3 separate regions of the Mus musculus genome follow, and regions 1 and 2 are each linked to region 3. A link is a contact called in public Hi-C data. All regions are on one chromosome and are shown on one strand. The core of a region is the stretch at or near the end of the contact, and the rest is flanking DNA. Distances in the headings are between cores, read along the strand shown. Region 1 has its middle 8.1 kb from the start of Gm13373. Region 2 has its middle 99 kb from the start of Gm13373. Region 3 has its middle 36 kb from the start of Olfm1.

Region 1 (3,336 bases), core at 117-2,616, 240 kb before region 3:
GTAGGGACACTTCCTGCTCTGGGTTCTTCACTTCTGGACACTGTGGGCTGGGCCCTCCTGGGCTGTGGTTGGGTTGGAATTAGAGAGTGTGCAGCTGGAAGCAGCCCAAACCTCAATTTCTATTTCTGATGAGATTTCCCTGGCCAGCACCTTAATGAAGCCAGGGCTGCTGGGGCTTCTGGGAAGTGCACATGGGCTTAATTACTCCTGTCTTGCTCTGCTTGGCAAATAGTCCACCTCCCTGGGCTTCCTGTTCTCACACCTCCAACCTTGGATCTAAGCCCAGGTCCTGCCCTGTCCCGGTCCTCCTCTTCGTCCACTGTCCTTCCATTTGTGTGCCAAGCACATAATCTATGTCTACCCAACTATCTAACCCTGCATCATCCTCTGTCTATCCATCCATTCATGCCACCTGGGTGTTCATCCACTCAGTTCCATTCATGGGTGTACCCATCCATATTGTCCATTGTCCACTCATCTGCTACCCACATATTTAGCAATCCATTTACCCATCCATCCATCCATCCATCCATCCATCCACATCATCCATGTACTCATTTATTCATCCATCTGTCCATCCATTTACTCATCCATGCACCCATGCATCCATGCATCCTCTCGTTTATTCTTCCACTCACCCACCATTTACCCATCCTTTATCTATCCATCTATCATCCATCCTTCCACTTATCTATCTACCCACCCAACACATGTATCCATCCATCCATCCAGCCATCCATCCATCCATCCATCCATCCATCAATCTGCTCATCCATCCATGCTCCCATCCACCCACTTGCTACGTATCTAGCCATTTGCATATATCTATATATATCTCTATATATCCACAAGCTATTCATTTAGTCATCCATTCATCCATCCACCCATGTAACCTGCAGCTTGTCCACCATCATCTATCCATCTATCCACAGATCTATCTACCTTGTCACTGACACATCAACTTATTTATCTATCTACTTATCTGTCCATCCATCCATCCACGCATCCATCCTCTTATTTTAGAAACACTTTTCTAAGACTGGCTGGTTGGGAAAAGATCCTAAGGGGTAAAAGCCCTGGGGCTTCAGCTCTCCCATAGGAACAGTCTGCTGAGTGAAAGTGGCTAGGGTCATCCATGTGAGGAAGGATCGACAGAGGGCAGGACAGGGTGTTGGGAGTCAGTGGGACTGTGCCGAGTGTAAGTTTGAATGTAATCTTCCTAGAGGCCAGGGTGGCACTGAGAGGCTGGAAGCTCATCTCTTGTGCCAAACCCATCCTCCCATGGCATCTCCTGATCTGGTGCGGAGGAGATAGCACCAGGAGAAGTCTGCGTCTGCCGCCCACATGGGGGTGGTGCCACCAGCCTTCCCACGAGCCATCTGCCTCGTCCTTTCCTTCCCCAAGCTTGCTGCAGCCCACAGGCTGCCTGGCTCCTGGAACAGTTGCCAGCTGCACATGTGGGCCTGGATTCCTGCCCCATGCTGTGCCCAGCCAGCACTTGCTCTCATGGACTGGTAGGGATTGGGTCTGCCTGGGGGCTGTGGCATGACCATTGTGATACTCCCAAGGCACAGAGCTTTACAGTTACAGGAGCTTTTATGTTCAGTACAGTGGTCAGTTCTTGGGACTGTTTTGAAGATGGCAACTTCGGGGCTCATTGCTGCTTCTGGGAAGTGGAAACTGAGCCCCAGCAGTGGCCACTCCAACGTGGCTCAGATTTGCGGGCAGGGGAAGGGCTGAGATAGTACCTGCAGCAGGTTACCTTCATCCTCGTCCCGCAGGGAGCCCCGGAGGGCAAGAGCTGCACATAGTGAAAGTGCTGGTCACAAGTGGGTGTGGCTTCAGCTTGTGTAGTGTAGTATCCAGGGAGTCTCAGAGGGGGCTCCAGGGGTGACAGTGACCTGTGCACTCTCCCTTACTTTCTTCTGCAGAACATTCTGTGTGTTCTCAAGCTTGCCCTTTGGAAGGCCCTTGCACCTTTGCCGAGGCCCATGGCTTGCCCTGCAAGCTTCTCTGGAGCTCAACTCTGTTTGGCCTTGTCTGGAAGCAGCTTTGGGGCTGCCTCATGTAGCAAAGCTGCCATTTTGGGGACCTGCCCTCAGCTCACCTGGTGGCTTCAACACGTTCCACGTTTTTCTGGAACCCCATGTGTAGCAAATGTGGATAGAAGGTTATTGCAGAGAACGTGGGTTCTAGACCTCACCACTCTGATGTTCTCCAGTGAGCCACCACTGTGCTGACGCTGGAGGTGGGTTTGGATTCACAGTGACTCAGGCCTGGCCTCACCAAGCTGGTCCCCTACTTTGTTCTTGTCACAGGGGCTGTAGGGACCTGGTTTCTTCCCCTAGGGTTGGATTGGAGGATGACATTTTCCTGGTAGAATGCAGTTCTCACCAGATGAGTGGGAGGAGTCAGCCTGGGGCCCTCCCTCTCTCTCTCCCTTCCTCCCTGCTTACCCTAGGCTGATTTAGGGTGGAAGTGCCTTAATGCCTGTGAGCCCTCATTTTCTCTATTCTCTTCTCTGGGTGTTTTCCTGGACAGAACATCTCCTCATAGCCATCTTTGGTCATATTTATTTTATTCTATAGCTTTGATCTATAAAGTGCCCAAGAAACCCTTTCTCAGAAGGTGCTGGCTTCTGCCTTCTCATTAATAGTGAAATTTGGTGTTGAAATATTTCATGGCCTCAAGATACACTTTAAAAAAAAAATCAAGGAATCCCATGGGTTGCATGTTGGCGGCTTGTCTCTACTGGGGCTCATGGTCACTGAGAGGACCATGGGAAGCAGGCTGGGGAGAAGTGGCCTGGCCAGTGACCATAATAGCTACTATGGTATCCTGCAGATACAGGACAAATCCTATCACATTGCAGGCTGTTGAGATGGCTCAGCAGGTGTAGTGGTTTGAATAGGTTTGGCCCCCATAGACTCATGTGTTTGACTGCTTGGCCCAGAGGGAGTAACACTATTAGAAGGTGTGTCCTTGTTGGAATAGGTGTGTCCTTGTTGGAGGAAGTTTGCCATCGTGGGATTGGGCTTTGAGGTCCTATGCTCAAGCTCCACCCAGTACAGGAGTGCTCCTCCACTCAGTGTGGGAGTGCTCCTCCTCCTGGCTGCCTGCTGAGGTCTCTCCCGGTTGTCTTTGGATCAAGATTTAGAACTCTTGGCTCCTCCAGCACCATGTTTGCCTGCACACTGCCATGCTTCCTGCCATGTTGATAATGGACGGAACCTCTGAAACTGTAAGACAGCCCCAATTAAATGTTGTCCTTTTGCCAGGCGTGGTGGCCCACGCCTTTAATCCCAGCACTCGGGAGGCAGAGGTAGCCAGATTTCT
Region 2 (3,394 bases), core at 874-3,373, 140 kb before region 3:
GGAGGGCACAAGCAGACCTACATGGGGCATAAGGAGGACACCTCTGAGGGCCGGGACACACAACATGGTAGGTCTTGGTATCAAGTTTAGATCCTAGTGAAGCAAGGTCCCAGGTTTGAATGAATGCAAGGAAGTGGATGAAGTGTCTCAGGAGTCTGTGACCCTGGCCCCGACCCCTCGGGTGGGAGCCACAGATCTCAGGCTTCTACGTTTTCCCAGCAAGATTCCATGGAGGTAGAAAGGGCAGTGGGGACCCCAAATAAGGCCATTCTAGGCTGCTCATCCATTGGTTAACTTATTAAAATTGGCCATAGTGTTCAGTTAGAGCCCCAGCTGACTAGAAGCTTCACTGGCTGCCTTTGGGGTATTAAGTGCCCCATTGCTAGGGGAGTTCAAGTGAATTATGCATGTGTTATGGGATTGGAAAAAAGACAGGAACTTCAAGGATCCTCAGTGTAATGCCATGACGTTTAGACATATCCCGTTTCCCCAGCGTGGTACTGCAGGATCATTGCCAACATGGGTACCTACCTGCCTTGGGAGCCTAGGTCCCCCTCCCTGGCTCCACCCCACCCCCACCGCCATCTACCTCCTGATTGAGGCTTATCTATTAACCAATTCTTTAGTCGTGCTCCAAGTCTCCATAGAGCCCCAGGGTCATCAACCCAGGGACTGTACCTGACTGCAGCCAGGTACCCAGCTGCTTCAACATTTCTATCTCTCAGGAAGAAGTAGAAACTCAGCAGGGAGTCTTAAAAAAAAAACAAGTGATCATGCTAGGCTTTCTACTGGGGTCTGCTGGGCATGTCAACTGGCTTCTGACACCTAAGATGGAGGACCCCCAAACTGGACAAGGAATAACAGCAGGGCCTGGAGTGGGGGGAAATACACATGCCCAGTAGGAGGGATGACGTACCAGATCCTCAAGACCTCCTGTGGGCACCTGGAAACCTGCGGTAGTGGGTGCTGGCCTATGAAGCTGGATGAGTGAGTGGATGGATGATTGACAGCTGTCAGGAAACAGACCATCTAGAAGGGATGAGGACTGCACTGTGGACATCTGTGAGTAGCAGGGCAGAGTGGAGTCTGGTGTCCCAGGGGCTGTCACACTGGCTGAGGAGAGGATCAGCTCAACCTAGCTTTATGGAGACAAGATGGCCTTGGAGGATCAATCAGGTAGAGGCTGATGAAAGGAGGCCCATTACGTGCTGGTCTGGTCATGAGTCTCTAAGCCAGCAGTTCTCAACCTGTGGGTCGTGACATCTTGTGGGGAGGGGACAAACGACACTTTCACAGGGGTCACATATCAGATATCCATCGAATCAGATAATTTACATTACGATCATAACAGCAGCAAAATTACAGTTATGAACTCACAGCATTAGGAAGGTCGAGAATTGCTGCTCTAAGGCAGGCGTGGCAGAAGCAAGGCAATAGGAAGCCACAGCAGATGATGCCTGAGTGGCCCAGAGCCTGGGCTCAACTTTGGGTTCAAGTCTTATGGGCTCCATGCTCTTCCCTCACATCCACCTGCAAGTTGTATATGCCTGTGCACGTGTTTTGTTAATGTGAGTGCATGTGTGCCTGTGCCTGTGTGTGTTCATATGGGGGCCAGAGATGGATAGTAGTAGATGTTAGACATCTAATGTTCTCATTATCCTTCTTATTATTTTGTTAGCTGGTCTTTGGTTCTTAGAAAAAGCATTGTCAGCCCAGATAAAAATCTTTCACTTAAATTTGCGACTTGGGTCTGTCCTAACTCAGAATCCAGGCACACTCAGATTTTAGGGTGAGGAAGCTACTGGAGGTGGCAGGCACCTGTCCTAAGTGACAGTGGTCCAGTACCTATTGTAGGCGACAGTGTTTTCCTAACTCACCAATGAGACAGACAAACCTACAGAGGTTTGTCTGAGGCAGATAGATCCCCTTTGGCTGGCTGGATCTGCTTCTTCCTTCATATAGGGATCCCCCTACATCTTAGAGTGGGCATAGGGAACAGGAACAGGGGACAGGGGACAGGGGCAGGACAACACCTTCCTTTACAGCTCTCCCACATCAGGGTAGGCTGGACTCTGGACTCAGAGTACCTATGCTTCTCCAGCAGGGGTCGCCCCTGAGACCGGGAACCCATACAGGGCACTAAAGCAGACTCCTCTGTTCTGAGTCTCCAGGCTTCAAGGTGAGATGGAGTGGGGGACACCATTCCAGAATTCTATGAAGCTCACTCTTTCTGGGAAAACCACCTCGACCCCCAATCTGGGAAGGGCCTCACCCTCAGCCTCTGTGTACCAAGAAGGAGAAGAGGCCAGCCAGGAAGAGATACCCTTCCTGGGTGACTCTCAGGCTCCACCACCTTACACTTTTTCTTGCTGTTAGAACTCAGGAAGAGGCCACCTCACCATCCTTGAGGTCATGAACTATGAGGAGGATCCAATGAGGCAGGACAAAGGGGGCCATGCAAAGGACCCCCCAGAAGTTCTGCCCTGGATCCCAAGGCGCCATCAAAGATGGCTTCTTTCACGTTCACTGCTTGTGGGCACACTGTGGCTCTTCGGCCCGTGCCTGTTCCGAGTCAGGCAATGGCACTGGAGACCTCAGAAGAGCCTGGCTGCAACTGGGCAGCACTGGTTGGTCAAGAGGCCCTACAGAGGCTCATGCAGAACCATGCTGCCGGGGGGGGGGGGGGGGCGGCTGGCTGGGAGGCAGCTTGTTCTGCAGCCTGAGACCAACATTATATATTTAGGCAGAGTAGGTGGCTGCCTACTTGGTGTGATTTCACAGGCTCTGGGGGGCCCCTTCCAAACCCCAAAATACCTCCTCCACCTGCTTCCTGCTGTAGCGGTCCCTGATAAGAACAGCTTTCTATTCCCGAGTTAGAAAGCAGGCTAGCAGCCCCGTGCTGCAGTTGACTGTTGTTGAATCAGGTGTATGTTGGATCTGAGGCCTGGTGAGGAAAGGCCTAGCGTGGACTTCCAAGGCCCTTGTGTCTCCAGGAACCATTGGTAGCCAGGCCTCTGATTCTTAATTGTGGATCCAGGCACTTTGCAAAAGTTAGGGATGCTGTAGGAGTCTTCCACATATCTGTATTGGTGACAACAGTGCCAGAGACTTAGGAGATGGACAGTCTCATGCATTCATGCATTCATGCATTCATTGTTGTGTACTGTGACATGCAGAGAGAGGACAGATGTCCCCAAGGCATATGTATAACCAAACTTAGCTGACAGAGCAGAGCATTTCGAGTTGAGGCTTTGTAGGCAGATAGGCGTTCACTAGGCAATGGGAAGAGATGATGTCCCCATGCAGTAAGATGGGCTTGTGGGATGGCTCAAGGCAGCCTGGGGTTAGTACCTCAGAGGATCAAGAGTAGCTAAGAGGAAAGCCAGCAAGACAG
Region 3 (3,162 bases), core at 614-3,113:
GTGTGTAAGGGCAGAGGTTGATATTAGGTGTCTTCCTTATTTTTGACACAGGGTCTTTCACAGAGCCCAGAGCTTACCTATTCACTGGTCGGCTGAACAGTAACTCTGGGGATCTGCCTATCTTCAAATGCACCCCCACCCCATTATGGTTCTGGGATCACAGGTGTGTGCCACCACGTCTTCACATGGGTGCTGGGGAGTTGGACCCTGTTCCTTATGCTTACATGGCAAACACTGACAGAGCCATCCCTGACAGCATCCCCGTCTCATTCTTGAGCCCGAGGGAAGAATGTGAAGCCTGCAGGGCAAGGGTCTGTGCAGAAGCAGAGCTGTCACTCACAGGACATTAGTTGGGGACATCTGCATGGCTCTGTCTAGCTTTGCTGCCATCCAGAATGAGTGAGAATGGAGGACCTGGGAGAGAGAGGCCTGGAAGGCAAGATGCCCTCAGCTTTGCCTTGTGTATCATTTCCGACTGGCTCAGTGTGTGCCCAGCGCCTTACCTGCTCCTACATCTGGAACAGGTGCCAGCAGCTGCTGGTGGAACAAATACAAATCAGTAGACAGGAGCCTCGATGATGAGCAAGCTTTCTTGGAAGCTGCAGGTGGTGACGGGTGAGGACCGGGGGTTGAGCATATGTTGTCCTTGTCATTCAGGGTAGCCCTGTGACTGAGACTGAGAAAGAGTGTCAGATGCTCTCTCCTGGATCACTGAAGTCAGCCTGGTCCTTCTGGCCCCTCTTTAACCGGCAACTCCCGCCTTCCCCATGATGTCTGCCTATCATGCTGATATATGCCTCATGTTCTCTTCAAAGATTCACCTCATCTACCTGTGTCTAGTAGTCAGGCTGTCTCAAGCTCAGAAGACCCAGCTCTCTTTCAGGGATGGAGGCCTCTCAACTTTGGCTTGAAAACTAATCTTGCTGGATGAAGGGTGCCTTGTGGGGTCTGAGCAAAGGCCCTCATGGCTACTGCACCCTATGAGGCTCTTGGTTTCTGGCCATCCTTGCTGGGGAGCCAGAAATAGGAATGGGCAGTGATGGCGGGCGGCACGGGGTGATCGATGACTGAGGAAAATCAGAGTGTCCATGATTACTTTGGTCTAGCCCATCTGCTCTGGAGAGGCTGAGGGAATGAGGTTTTGGGTAGAACTGATTTTATTCCTGGAAATGAGAATGTGAACGGTGTTAGCACCCGCTCCAGGAATCTACCCAGTTCCCAGCTGAGCCAGGCTCAGTTGCAGATGGCTAGCCCTGCCCTGCCTCGTGCTGCCCTGGCCAGGCTGGGTGCAGACAAGAATCCCTAGGGTTACGTCTGTAAGTTATTGGTGTACCTATCCAGGGAACAGCAGTGCTTGGCTTCCATTGTGTCCTACATCTTGTCAGAGAGAGAGAGAGAGAGAGAGAGAGAGAGAGAGAGAGAGAGAGAGAGAGAGAGAGAGAGAGAGAGACCCCCTTGATGCTCTCAGCAGGGGTAGTTGCTATTTCCCATTGTTGAAGCAAGATGTAGTATTCCTCAGTAGACCCCCCCCCCTTCCTCTGGCTTGTACCCAGTCCGGGTGCCCTGGGAAGATGCAGGTACCTTGCATACTCAGGGGTCAATAATTTCATACCCCTTCCTTACTCTAAGCACCCCCAATGCCAACAGCCTGGATTCTCCAAACATCAGATGAAAATAATCCTTTAATTACCCATGCAGGCAAATTTAGGAGTGCGAAGAGAGGGGGCGAAATGGAAAAAACGGTGGACTCAGTTGCTGCTGACATTGATTTCTCAGAGCTTTGCTGGGCGGGAGTCGTGCTGAGAGAGTGTAGGCTGAGTGTTATGCAGAGAGAATGAAGGCAGCCCTGCATCGCAAGCTGGCGTGTGGGCAGCTGCGTTCACAAGCAGCCCCCCCCCTTACAAACGTGTCTACACGGCAGGTGTCTGTGCTGCCCTGCTGCATGTGAGCCCTTCTGTTATATGCACCACCCAAGTAGCCCTACGTGGATCTAGGATGCCAGGGCAGAATCATTTTCTCTGGTCTGTCGTGACTTTCATCTGCTTTCAGGGTTTGCTCACCCTGATTCCTCTGCCCCTTTGACTTTGGCTGCAGGCCCAGTCAGCTCAGCCACTCACCAGGGAAATCCAGGTATCCACTTCTAGCTGGATGACTACATCAGCCTGGGGGTAGAGGATGTAAGAGGATTGAGAGGGAAGCGCTGGTGGTTGGGCAAGAGACTTCATTCTGCATAACAGCCATGGCCCATTTCTCTGAGATGTCCACCAGTCACCAAGCCTGCCTGGTAGGGAGCACTTGGGAGATCATCTCACTCCCAGCTAAGCTTCTGCAGCTGAACTAGCATTCTAGGCCTTGTGTGGGACCCACTGCACCAGGGGGATGGGCTGGTTGATTGGTGGGTGGATTTATAAATAGGTGGACAGGAAGGTTAATGGATGGATGCATAGATGTGTAGATGAACAGGTGGCTGGGTAGATGGGTGGGTGAATAATGAATGGATAGATGGATTGGCTGATGAATGGATGCACATATGGATAGATGAGCAGGTAAATGAATGAATAGATGAATGGACCCATTGAAGAACCAATGGATGGATGGTGGGTGGATGGATAATGGATAGATGGATGGACAGATGGATGGATGGATGGTGGATGGATGGATAGGATAGGATAGGCAGCAGGAGCAATGGGTAGGTGAACACACAGAAATGAATAGATGGTGTGCTGGTTAATTTTATGTCAATGTGACACATGCTAGGCTTCTTTTGGAAGCGAGAACTTCAACTAAGAAAATGCCCCCACCAGATTGGCTTGTTGGCAAGCCTGTGGTACATTTTCCTTCACTGATGGTTGATGTGTGAGGGCCCAGCTTACTGTAGGTGGTTCCACCCCTGGGTTGGTGGTCCTGGGAAGCTATAGGAAAGCAGGCTGAGCAAGCTGGGAGAAGCAGGCCAGCAAGGAGCACTCTCCAAGACTTCTGCTTCAGTTCCTGACTCTAGGAACTCCTTGAATTCCTGCCATGACTTCCCTCATTAATGGACTGTAACCTGAGGGTTATAAGCTGAAATAAACCCGTTCTTCCTCAAGTTGTTTTGATTATAGTGTTTTATTACAATAATAGAATCCTAACAAAGATGGCTAATCTGATAGGTGTGTATCTTTA

What was found. Hi-C and Micro-C count contacts between places; a contact is called where the count stands out from the background.
Region 1: a contact with region 3 is called in a Hi-C map of cerebral cortex, with 10 times the contacts expected there. The contact joins two enhancer-like sites. A contact is called at or near these places in 5 of 484 Hi-C or Micro-C datasets (bone marrow-derived macrophages, cerebral cortex, embryonic fibroblasts and 1 more) and 1 of 115 datasets of contacts at active chromatin or transcription factors (embryonic stem cells).
Region 2: a contact with region 3 is called in a Hi-C map of cerebral cortex, with 6 times the contacts expected there. The contact joins two enhancer-like sites. A contact is called at or near these places in 1 of 15 datasets of contacts at CTCF or cohesin (the NIH/3T3 cell line) and 1 of 484 Hi-C or Micro-C datasets (cerebral cortex).

What each region holds. Positions count from the first base shown.
Region 1 is chr2:28,411,166-28,414,501 of GRCm38.p6, reverse strand. No RefSeq gene overlaps it. Among named protein-coding and RNA genes, the nearest start is that of Gm13373, 8.1 kb to the right of the region's middle. Within about 2 kb of position 1,366, at least 15 of the 459 cell types and tissues checked have an H3K27ac peak or open chromatin away from gene starts, as enhancers often do. A contact at or near this core is called in cerebral cortex, where this site is marked.
Region 2 is chr2:28,303,615-28,307,008 of GRCm38.p6, reverse strand. No RefSeq gene overlaps it. Among named protein-coding and RNA genes, the nearest start is that of Gm13373, 99 kb to the left of the region's middle. Within about 2 kb of position 2,123, at least 4 of the 459 cell types and tissues checked have an H3K27ac peak or open chromatin away from gene starts, as enhancers often do. A contact at or near this core is called in cerebral cortex, where this site is marked.
Region 3 is chr2:28,168,217-28,171,378 of GRCm38.p6, reverse strand. No RefSeq gene overlaps it. Among named protein-coding and RNA genes, the nearest start is that of Olfm1, 36 kb to the left of the region's middle. Within about 2 kb of position 1,863, at least 20 of the 459 cell types and tissues checked have an H3K27ac peak or open chromatin away from gene starts, as enhancers often do. A contact at or near this core is called in cerebral cortex, where this site is marked.